Regions from separate parts of the Oryctolagus cuniculus genome. Here region 1 is linked to region 2. The links are chromatin contacts, called in public Micro-C maps. All regions are on one chromosome and are shown on one strand. Each heading gives the region's core, a stretch centred on a gene start, on an enhancer-like site or on the middle of the called end of the contact. The rest is flanking DNA. Distances are from core to core; before and after follow the strand shown.

Region 1 (4,283 bases), core at 1,481-3,980, 67 kb before region 2:
GCTGATAGCTTTAACTAGAAGAGCCCAACAGCGGGAAGTAATCAGAACCCTCAGGCTCAAGTCCCGCTGTGTTTTACAAGACGTGGAGCTGCCAGCACTTAGCTACGGCCTCCCTTTCTCGTCTGTACATAGGAGTCACTCCCCTCCTGGGGTTACTGTAAGGATGGCAGGGGACCCCTGGACAGATAGATGGCAGCTCAAGTGAGCAATCTATCCAAACCGCTAGCTACTGTGTTTCTCCAGCTGTTACAACTAACAATCACTTTCTTGCTACACACAATTTTCTAAAAATGTCAAAGCAAATTGATAATAAGCTGATATTTCTTCCTCAAAGGACAGTGGAACTCCAACTGCCTACCTCACTACTGCTCAGAGACAGAAAGACGGGGAACTAGATTTGGAAAAAATATATATGAATAAGAATTGAAAAAGAGGAAAACTTGTGGAGTACATGAAATAAATTTCTGAACGATTCCTCTTCACTAAGATTTTATGCACAAATATTTAGTGGAAATCATAAAGTTATGACTTCAACTGTATTTGATTTTATTGAAGGAATATTTGATTTTGAATAATGCTTTCAGAATAAAATGCTGAGTTCTATCTAAAACATTTTTATAGGCTATTTTTAATTAATTAATTTTAAAGATCTATTTATTTATTTGAGAAGCACAGAGAAAGAGAGAGACAGACAGCTCTTCCCTGCTGATCCACTCCCGAAGTATGTGCAACAGCCCGAGCTGGGCCTGAGCCAAGACAGAAGCCAGGTGTCCTACGTGCACAGCAGGGACCAAACTCCTTCAGTCATCACCTGCTCTCTGCCAGGGTGTGCACTAGCAGGAAGCTGGACTCGGGAGCGGAGAGGGACTGAAACCCAGCACTCTGTACAGGACACCAGCACCCTAACCGTGGCCCCACCTCATACATAGGCTGTTTTGGATGAAATATTTTGGTGTAAGAATATACTCAGGAAATCACACTGATAAGGAGGACAGCATAACAGCTCAGGGCCTGGCTTTGGCAACAGGACATGCAAGGTTGAGACCCAGCCCATCAGAAGCTACAACAATTCGGGGCAAACTACTTAACTTTCCTGGGTCTCTCTCCTGACTCACGGAGCTGCTGCGAGGATAATTTTAGGTGACACGGGCAAAGGGCCTAGCACACACTTTGTAACCACCACCACCTTACATCTATCTCGCTCTTCAACATTTTTAAAAGCTTCGATCATGTAGTATCCTCCTTGAATCTCATAATCGAAACCTCAGGAGCCAGTGCTGTGGCGTAGCAGGTAAAGCCACTGCCTGCAGTACCAGCATCCTATATGGGCGCTGGTTGGAGTCCCAGCTGCTCCACTCCTGATCCAGCTCTCTGCTACAGCCTGGGAAAGCAGTGGGAAATCCCCTGCACCCACGTAGGGGACCTGGAGGAAGCTCCAGGATCGGCCCAGCTCCCCCCTCCTTCTCTCTCTCTCTCTCTGTCTCCCTCAGTGTAGCTCTGCCTTTCAAATGAATAAATAAATGTTTAAAAAAATAATCAAAACCACGACAAGGGCAAGGTAATGAGGTTGGTTCCCACGTCACGTGTGAGAAGGAACCTAGGAGGGGACAGCTAATCACAGTCTCTTTTCCTCTTTATGTAAGGCCTTTAGGCCTCAACATCTGCAAATTCTGTTTTTAGGAAGCCAAGATGGCTGACGTAAATTTTCTCAGTGCCTACCTTTTGGATCTGAGCTGGTATGAAAACATAAGAAAGAAAAAATAGTATAAAAGCAAAATTTGGAGCTGATCTAGAAACTAGATCAACAAGCACACCTGGTTATACTTGGTAAGAGACTCTTTTAGCTGAACATTTAAATATTATTTTTAAAGATTTTATTTATTTATTTTACAGGTAGAGTTACAGACAGTGAGAGAGAGAGACAGAGAGAAAGGTCTTCCTTCCATTGGTTCACCCCCCAAATGGCCGCTACAGCCGGAGCTATGCTGATCCAAAGCCAGGAGCCAGGTGCTTCTCCTGGTCTCCCATGCGGATGCAGGGCCCAAGCACTTGGGCCATCCTCCACTGCCCTCCCGGGCCACAACAGAGAGCTGGACTGGAAGAGGAGCAGCCGGGACTAGAATTGGAACCCATATGGGATACCGGTGCCACAGGTGGAGGATTAACCTAGTGCACCACGGCACTGGCCCCTAAATATTTATTTTTTAAAAAATGAATTGATTCTGCTAAGAATGTTTAGATACATGTCGGAAGAAGCACACATACATTTGTAAATAAATCTGGCAGTAAAGCCAGAGTCCGTCTGAAGGCCAATTCAGAGTTCCTACTGGATCTGTCCTAGGAGAATAAACATTGCTGCTGCCCTGTTAGCTCCAAACCAGCTCCTAGGGGTGACTGTGGGCGCTGCAGCCCACAGAGTGTGTGCACACCGGCAGTGCTCTGAGGCTGCCTGGGTGGAGGGAGGTACAGTATAACGCATTCTCCCGTGGCAAGCCGGGGTGATCCTGCTAGTTGGAAGAGGTGCCAGCTAAAACGCCCTATGTGCAGGAAATGATTGACCTTAGGTTTTGCACTTTCTAAAACTTACACTTACAGCCATCCCTTCCAGGAGTAACTTTTCTGTGTCTCTGTGCATCTTGTTCCCTTCCTGCCCTGTATAGAAGACTATCCCATATGGAGCCTCCTATATGGAGACTACAGGTGGGCCAGAGCCGGACACCCGAGACCACCACCAGGCCGTCTCACGGTGAGGGGTCAGCTTGGAGAGCCCACCTTGCAGAAGGCACTGACTGATCTCTTCCGGTCAGCCAAGGACCCTCCTCCATCTTTGGGGCAGCCAGCAGGGGAACTATTTCTAGACTTACTGATCGTGTCCCTGGTGCATCATTTTACTTACCAAAATGAGCTGGGGACTGACAGCCCTCAGGGGAAACAGAAAGCCTTAAAACTATGTTAAGTGACGTCTACCCACCATTTTCATACTATTTACTGGTTATAATTGTATGCAGACACTTACTCAGCCATTAAGTTCCGGACTCTACTGGCAAAAAGCACAGGATCACTTTTTTCTTCATCGCTTGGGACTTGCACAGGCATGAACTGGAAGACAAACAGACCTCGGCATCACAACTCTTGGGCCTCAGACGGTAGAAGCAAGGAAATCCATGTACGAGCTCGCCAGCAACAGGCCCCGCCCACTGCCTTTCCAGAGCACAGGCGGCACATGTGACGCAAGGCTCAGGGGCTTGGACTCAGGGCTCCTGGGTCTGCATCCCTTAGTCTCACTGAACGGGCTCCTCAGCTCCTCAGCGGGCTCGGGCTGCCCGCTTCCCTGCCTGTTGTCAGGGCGAAGGGGGCCAAAGTCTGGAGTTCCGGAAGCTGCAAAGCTGGAGCTAAGTGGGAAGCTGCACTTCCCACCCCTTCACATGATCACGCCCCTTTTATCCTTTTCCTCTCTCCTTCATATCCATGTAGCAACAATATTTGTATTAGTTGATTGAACTTTGTATTTTGTCATTTCTTCTGCTTTAGAAAAAACTTTATCTTTTTTTTTTTTTTTGACAGGCAGAGTGGACAGTGAGAGAGAGAGAGAGACAGAGAGAAAGGTCTTCCTTTTGCCGTTGGTTCACCCTCCAATGGCCGCGGCTGGCGTGCTGTGGCCTACATACCGCGCTGATCCGTAGGCAGGAGCCAGGTGCTTCTCCTGGTCTCCCATGGGGTGCAGGGCCCAAGCACTTGGGCCATCCTTCACTGCCTTCCCGGGCCATAGCAGAGAGCTGGCCTGGAAGAGGGGCAACCGGGACAGAATCCAGCGCCCCGACCGGGACTAGAACCTGGTGTGCCGGCGCCGCTAGGGGGAGGATTAGCCTAGTGAGCCATGGCGCTGGCAAAACTTTATCATTTTAATTTTACTTCTTCTCCACCTGAAAGTCTGTGATACTTCATTTGTACCATCCTTGTCTTTATAGTTTTCTTACCCAAAAAGGTTTTGGTGCCATATTAAAGTCATTAAATATTTTTTTGAGCATCTACCACACACCAGGCAAGATTAATAGGACCTTCCTCTTGCCTAAATAAGATCCATGTTTTTTTAACTATTAAGTTTATTTGAAAGGGGGGTGGAGAATAAGAAAGAGAGAGAGAATGAGAGAGAGAGAGACATCCCATCCACTCATTCGTTCCCCAAATGCCCACTGGGGCTGGGCCAGGCAGAAGCCAGGAAGCAGGAACTCCACACAGGTCTTCTGCCTAGGGGGCACAGAATCCAATATTGGGCCATCACT
Region 2 (4,009 bases), core at 1,479-3,978:
TCTACCTCCACCATCTCATTTACTCACCTAACAGAGACTTAGGGACATGTCCCTCCTTTCTCAGAAAAAAGGAAAAAGATTTATTTTTATTTATTTGAAAGACACAGTAATGGAAGGGGGGGGGGAGAGAAAGAGAGAGAGGGAGAGAGAGATCTTCCATCCACTGATTCACTCCCCAAATGGTCACATTGGCTGAGCCTGGGCCAGGCCAAAGCCAGGAGCCCAGAACTCCATCCCAGGCTCCCACATGGGTGGCAGGAGCCCAAGCATTTGGGCCATCTTTCACAGCTTTCCCAGGTGCATTAGCAGGGAGCTGGATCAGAAGTGGAGCAGCTGGGACTTCAATTAGTGCTCTGACATGGGACGCCAGGGTCGAAGCTTAACCCTCTATGCTACAATGCTGGCCCCTGTTTCTTATAAAGAGATCAAGGGCCATGTGCATGGATGGGCTCTGGTAGCAGACAGAACTGGGTTCAAATCCTGGAATGCCATTGCCAAAAAGAAAACAGTCTTGTCTTTCAGGGATCTGCCCAGACGGAGGCCACAACCAGAGCCTGTGGAGGTTCAGGGACCCTCCAACTCACTGCTTAATTCAATGCATCCTTTTTTAAAAGGACTTATTTATTTATTTGAAAATCACAGTTACTGAGAGCAAGGGAAAGACACAGAAAGATCTTCCATCCACTGGTTCACTCCCCAGACAGACAGAATGTCTGGGGCTGAGCCAGGCTGCAGCCAGGAGCCAAGAGCTTTATCCAGGTCTCCCATGTGGGTGCAGGCTTCTGCTGCTTTTCCCAGGCCATTAGCAGGGAGTTGGATGGGAAGTGGAGCAGTCAGGACACAAACCGGCGCCCGTATGGGATGTCAGCATTGCAGGCGGCGGCTTTACCTGCTTTGCCACAGTGCCAGCTCTTCTGCGAATGCTTTTTGACACCTATCACATGCCAAGTTCTGTGCTACAGTTGGGAATAAACTGATGTACTAGACAGAACTTTCTAGACTCTGTGGTTCAAATCCCAAGGCAGGGGATCTGATGGTCGGAGATCAATGCAAAAGTTACTGTGGTAAGTGCTGTACTGGAGTGGCAAAAGGAGCCAGGAGGTCTGATGACAATGGCCCTGATCTTACTGGGCGTGGTCAGGAGGGCACAACAATGACTTAATTGTAATAGTGGCTAGTGCTTATTGAGGCCCAACCACAGTCCAGCAGTGGAGACGGCCTCTCCTGTGCCTGCAGATGAGGAAACTGAGATTACCAGGCCAGTTGGTCCCTACACAACCTGAAGCCAGGGGGTCTTAATTCCACGCCCCCTCCCCAAGCAATGCCTCGGGCAATATGGACACCTAGACTGCAGAGGGTGACTCCAGCAGCTACATCCACTCCAGCTTACAGCCGCTTAAAAAAAAAATGTAGCTCCCTAAGGAAGTCCCCCAGTCCATCCACCCAGAGGAGGGTGCAGTTGCTGGGGGAGCAGGGAAGGGCTGGTGTCACACCCCCATCCCGAAGGAAGCAGTTTCCATGGCGACAAGAGGACACCGGTCTCCTGTGAGGCACAGATTGGGAGGCGCAGGACGCACGGAAGGTAGGCTTTCAGCATGGCCGAGGCAGCAGGGACTCAGATACTCTGTCAGCTGGAGAGAACATCTCCAGGGGTCCGCGACCTGGGCTGCTCACAGGGACAAGGGCAATGCCTGGCCTCCCGGCTCCGCTTATGCAACGCGGTGGCCAGGGAGCCCCCGGAGCCAGGCGCGCGCGCTCGCAAAACAACTTCGGAGCCGCAGCTCGGGAGCCGGGCCAGGAGGGAGGGCTCGCTGGCCGCTCTCCGACCCGAGCGGGGCTCCATCCGCCCCCGCCCCACGCGCCGGGGCCTCTGGCGCCCGCCCCTCCCTCCGCCCGCCTGGTCAGGGCTCTCCGTCCTCCGACCCCTTGGAGCAGTTCGAGGAAACTTTCCGAGCCCCAGGCCTGGCCCCTTCTGGCCAAGGTGTCCGTGAAGCCTGGCGACAAAGATGCGCCCAAACGCCGGATTCCTGGCGGAGCGGTCCCCTCGAGCTGTCTGGCTAAGGCCCCTTTCCAGACGGGTGCCAGCCGCTCCCAGAAGCATGCCAAGCCCGTCTTTGGCTATCCTCACGTGTGCAAAAGTTTACCCGAACTGTCTGCCAAAGGCGCCCCTTTCCAAAAAAGGTCCCCGTTGGCAAAAGAAACACCTTTAGTTGCTTGTCGCAGGCCTACGGTGACGCTTGCGTCTCAAAGCCGATTAAAAGCCCGCCCCACCCCCCTCCCCGGCCACCCCCGCCCCAAACTACAAGACAAAGTCCCCCTTATTCGCAAAGCGAGCCCTTCACCGCCGTTTCTCGCCCCCATGCGTCCTGGCGGTTGCCAAGTCGCTGATCAAAGCCGCCCCAGGGTTTGCAAAACAGATCTCCGCAATCGCTTGCCAAGGACCCCCCAAGCTGCGTGCCGGCCCCTCCCCCACGCCGCGTGCCCAGTCCGGGGAGGGGGGGCGGGGGCGGCCCCCATCCTCCGTTTCGGAAAGTTCGACTCAACTTGGCTCCTCGAGGCCAGCGCCGCAACTCACCACCGCCAGCTCTTTGTCCGTTTTGGGGGCGACATCGCCGGGGAATTTGATGACGGGAGACGGCGGGGCGGTGGCGCGGCCCAGCAGGCAGCCCAGGACGCAGAGCGCCCGCAGGAAGCCGGCGAGCGCGCCCCGGGCCCCTAGCGCCTCCATCGCTGCGCTCCCGGGCCCCCGCGTCGAGCGGGGGTCGCTGGCTCCGGGACGGGCGGCCGCGTAGCCGCCTGGCTGGCGCCGGCTTCGCAGCACAACGCTGCGTGCGGGGGGTCCGCGGGCTCGATCGCCTAGACTGTGCCAGGCTCAGCGGCTCATGGTCCGGCTCCGCGTCCCAGCCCGCGCCGCTGCCGCCTGCTCTCGCAGGTCCCGGCGATCCCTTTGTATATTTAAAGCCCAGATGCGTAGCCTCCAGGCACCGCCGGAGGAAGTCTGGATGCGGCGGAAACAGGGCGGGCAGCCGCCAGATGTGGCCGGCTGGGCTGGGAGGGCGCTGGCAGCCCGGGGCGGGGGGAGGGGGCGCACTCGGGCCCGCCCCTCTCCGCCCCACCCCCCACTCGCCGCCCTCCTCTTTTTTCCTTTCTCCACCCCTTTCCCCCGCCGCAGCTGGCTCCACCAGGCCTGGGCGACCACCTTCGGGGCGCGACCTCTCTCCTGACTCCAGGCGTGCAGCCCGAGGACCCCCCGCTGGCGAACATCTGGCGCCGCCGTCGCGCGAGGCCCCGGAGCTCCTGAGTTTGGAGAGCAGCTGTGCTTGGAGCGGTGCGGGAGCCCCAGGCCCGGGGGGCGTGGGTCAGAGGTGGGAAGGGGTGATGAGAAACGGATTTCAGATGTTTGGAGCTGGAGAGCGAGAACGCACTGCCATGGAAAGAGATGGAAACAGTTGGAGAGGAGACCTCCGGCTCCCTCCTCCCTCCCCCACGTCTCTCTTCTCTCCTTTGTAGGATTTGGGAGGCTTGCTTGACCTCAGACACCGTGCTGGGTTCACCATGGGCAGCATGCAGTCAGGGTCCCTGTCCCCAGGAAGAAACGCCCCCTCCCTCGTTATCAGCCAAACCTGATGCTCTGCTCCTGAGGCCAGCAGACCAAACAGGGACCCCAGGGGATGGTGGGAGAAAGCTGGCGCTCATCCTGCTAGGCTCCTGGATGGGGCTCCAAGTGCCAGACCCCCCAACAGTCTGGCAGGCCAGGGCTTCCAAAGGTGAAAATACGGGTCAGGGTCACAGGCCACAGGTTACAGGGTCTGCAGATGGTCCTTTCTCCGCTCCGCAGGTGGTGAGCTGAGCTGGAGAGAGTTTGGAGTCTCAAGGGGCCATCTTCAGGTTCCAACCAGTCAGGGCCATGTGCCTGGCGTCAGATTTACATGTGAACGGGAAGGGGGCCAAGTGTGGGTCCCGTGACTCTGATTCATGGCTGAGGGTGTCGTTCAGGTTAGCTCAGCTC

Evidence for each region. Hi-C and Micro-C count contacts between places; a contact is called where the count stands out from the background.
Region 1: a Micro-C map of ear pinna shows a contact between it and region 2, with 4 times the contacts expected there. The contact joins the enhancer-like site here to the promoter of MMP2 in region 2. A contact is called at or near these places in 5 of 6 Hi-C or Micro-C datasets (ear pinna, embryonic fibroblasts, liver and 2 more).

The regions. Positions count from the first base shown.
Region 1 is chr18:38,882,113-38,886,395 of mOryCun1.1, reverse strand. LPCAT2 (lysophosphatidylcholine acyltransferase 2) reads right to left here. Exons shown (of 14, transcript XM_070061931.1): 9 at 3,017-3,099. Among named protein-coding and RNA genes, the nearest start is that of CAPNS2, 18 kb to the left of the region's middle. Within about 2 kb of position 2,730, at least 1 of the 8 cell types and tissues checked has an H3K27ac peak or open chromatin away from gene starts, as enhancers often do. A contact at or near this core is called in ear pinna, where this site is marked.
Region 2 is chr18:38,814,956-38,818,964 of mOryCun1.1, reverse strand. MMP2 (matrix metallopeptidase 2) reads right to left here and starts at 2,728. Exons shown (of 13, transcript NM_001082209.1): 1 at 2,576-2,728. The coding sequence starts at 2,728.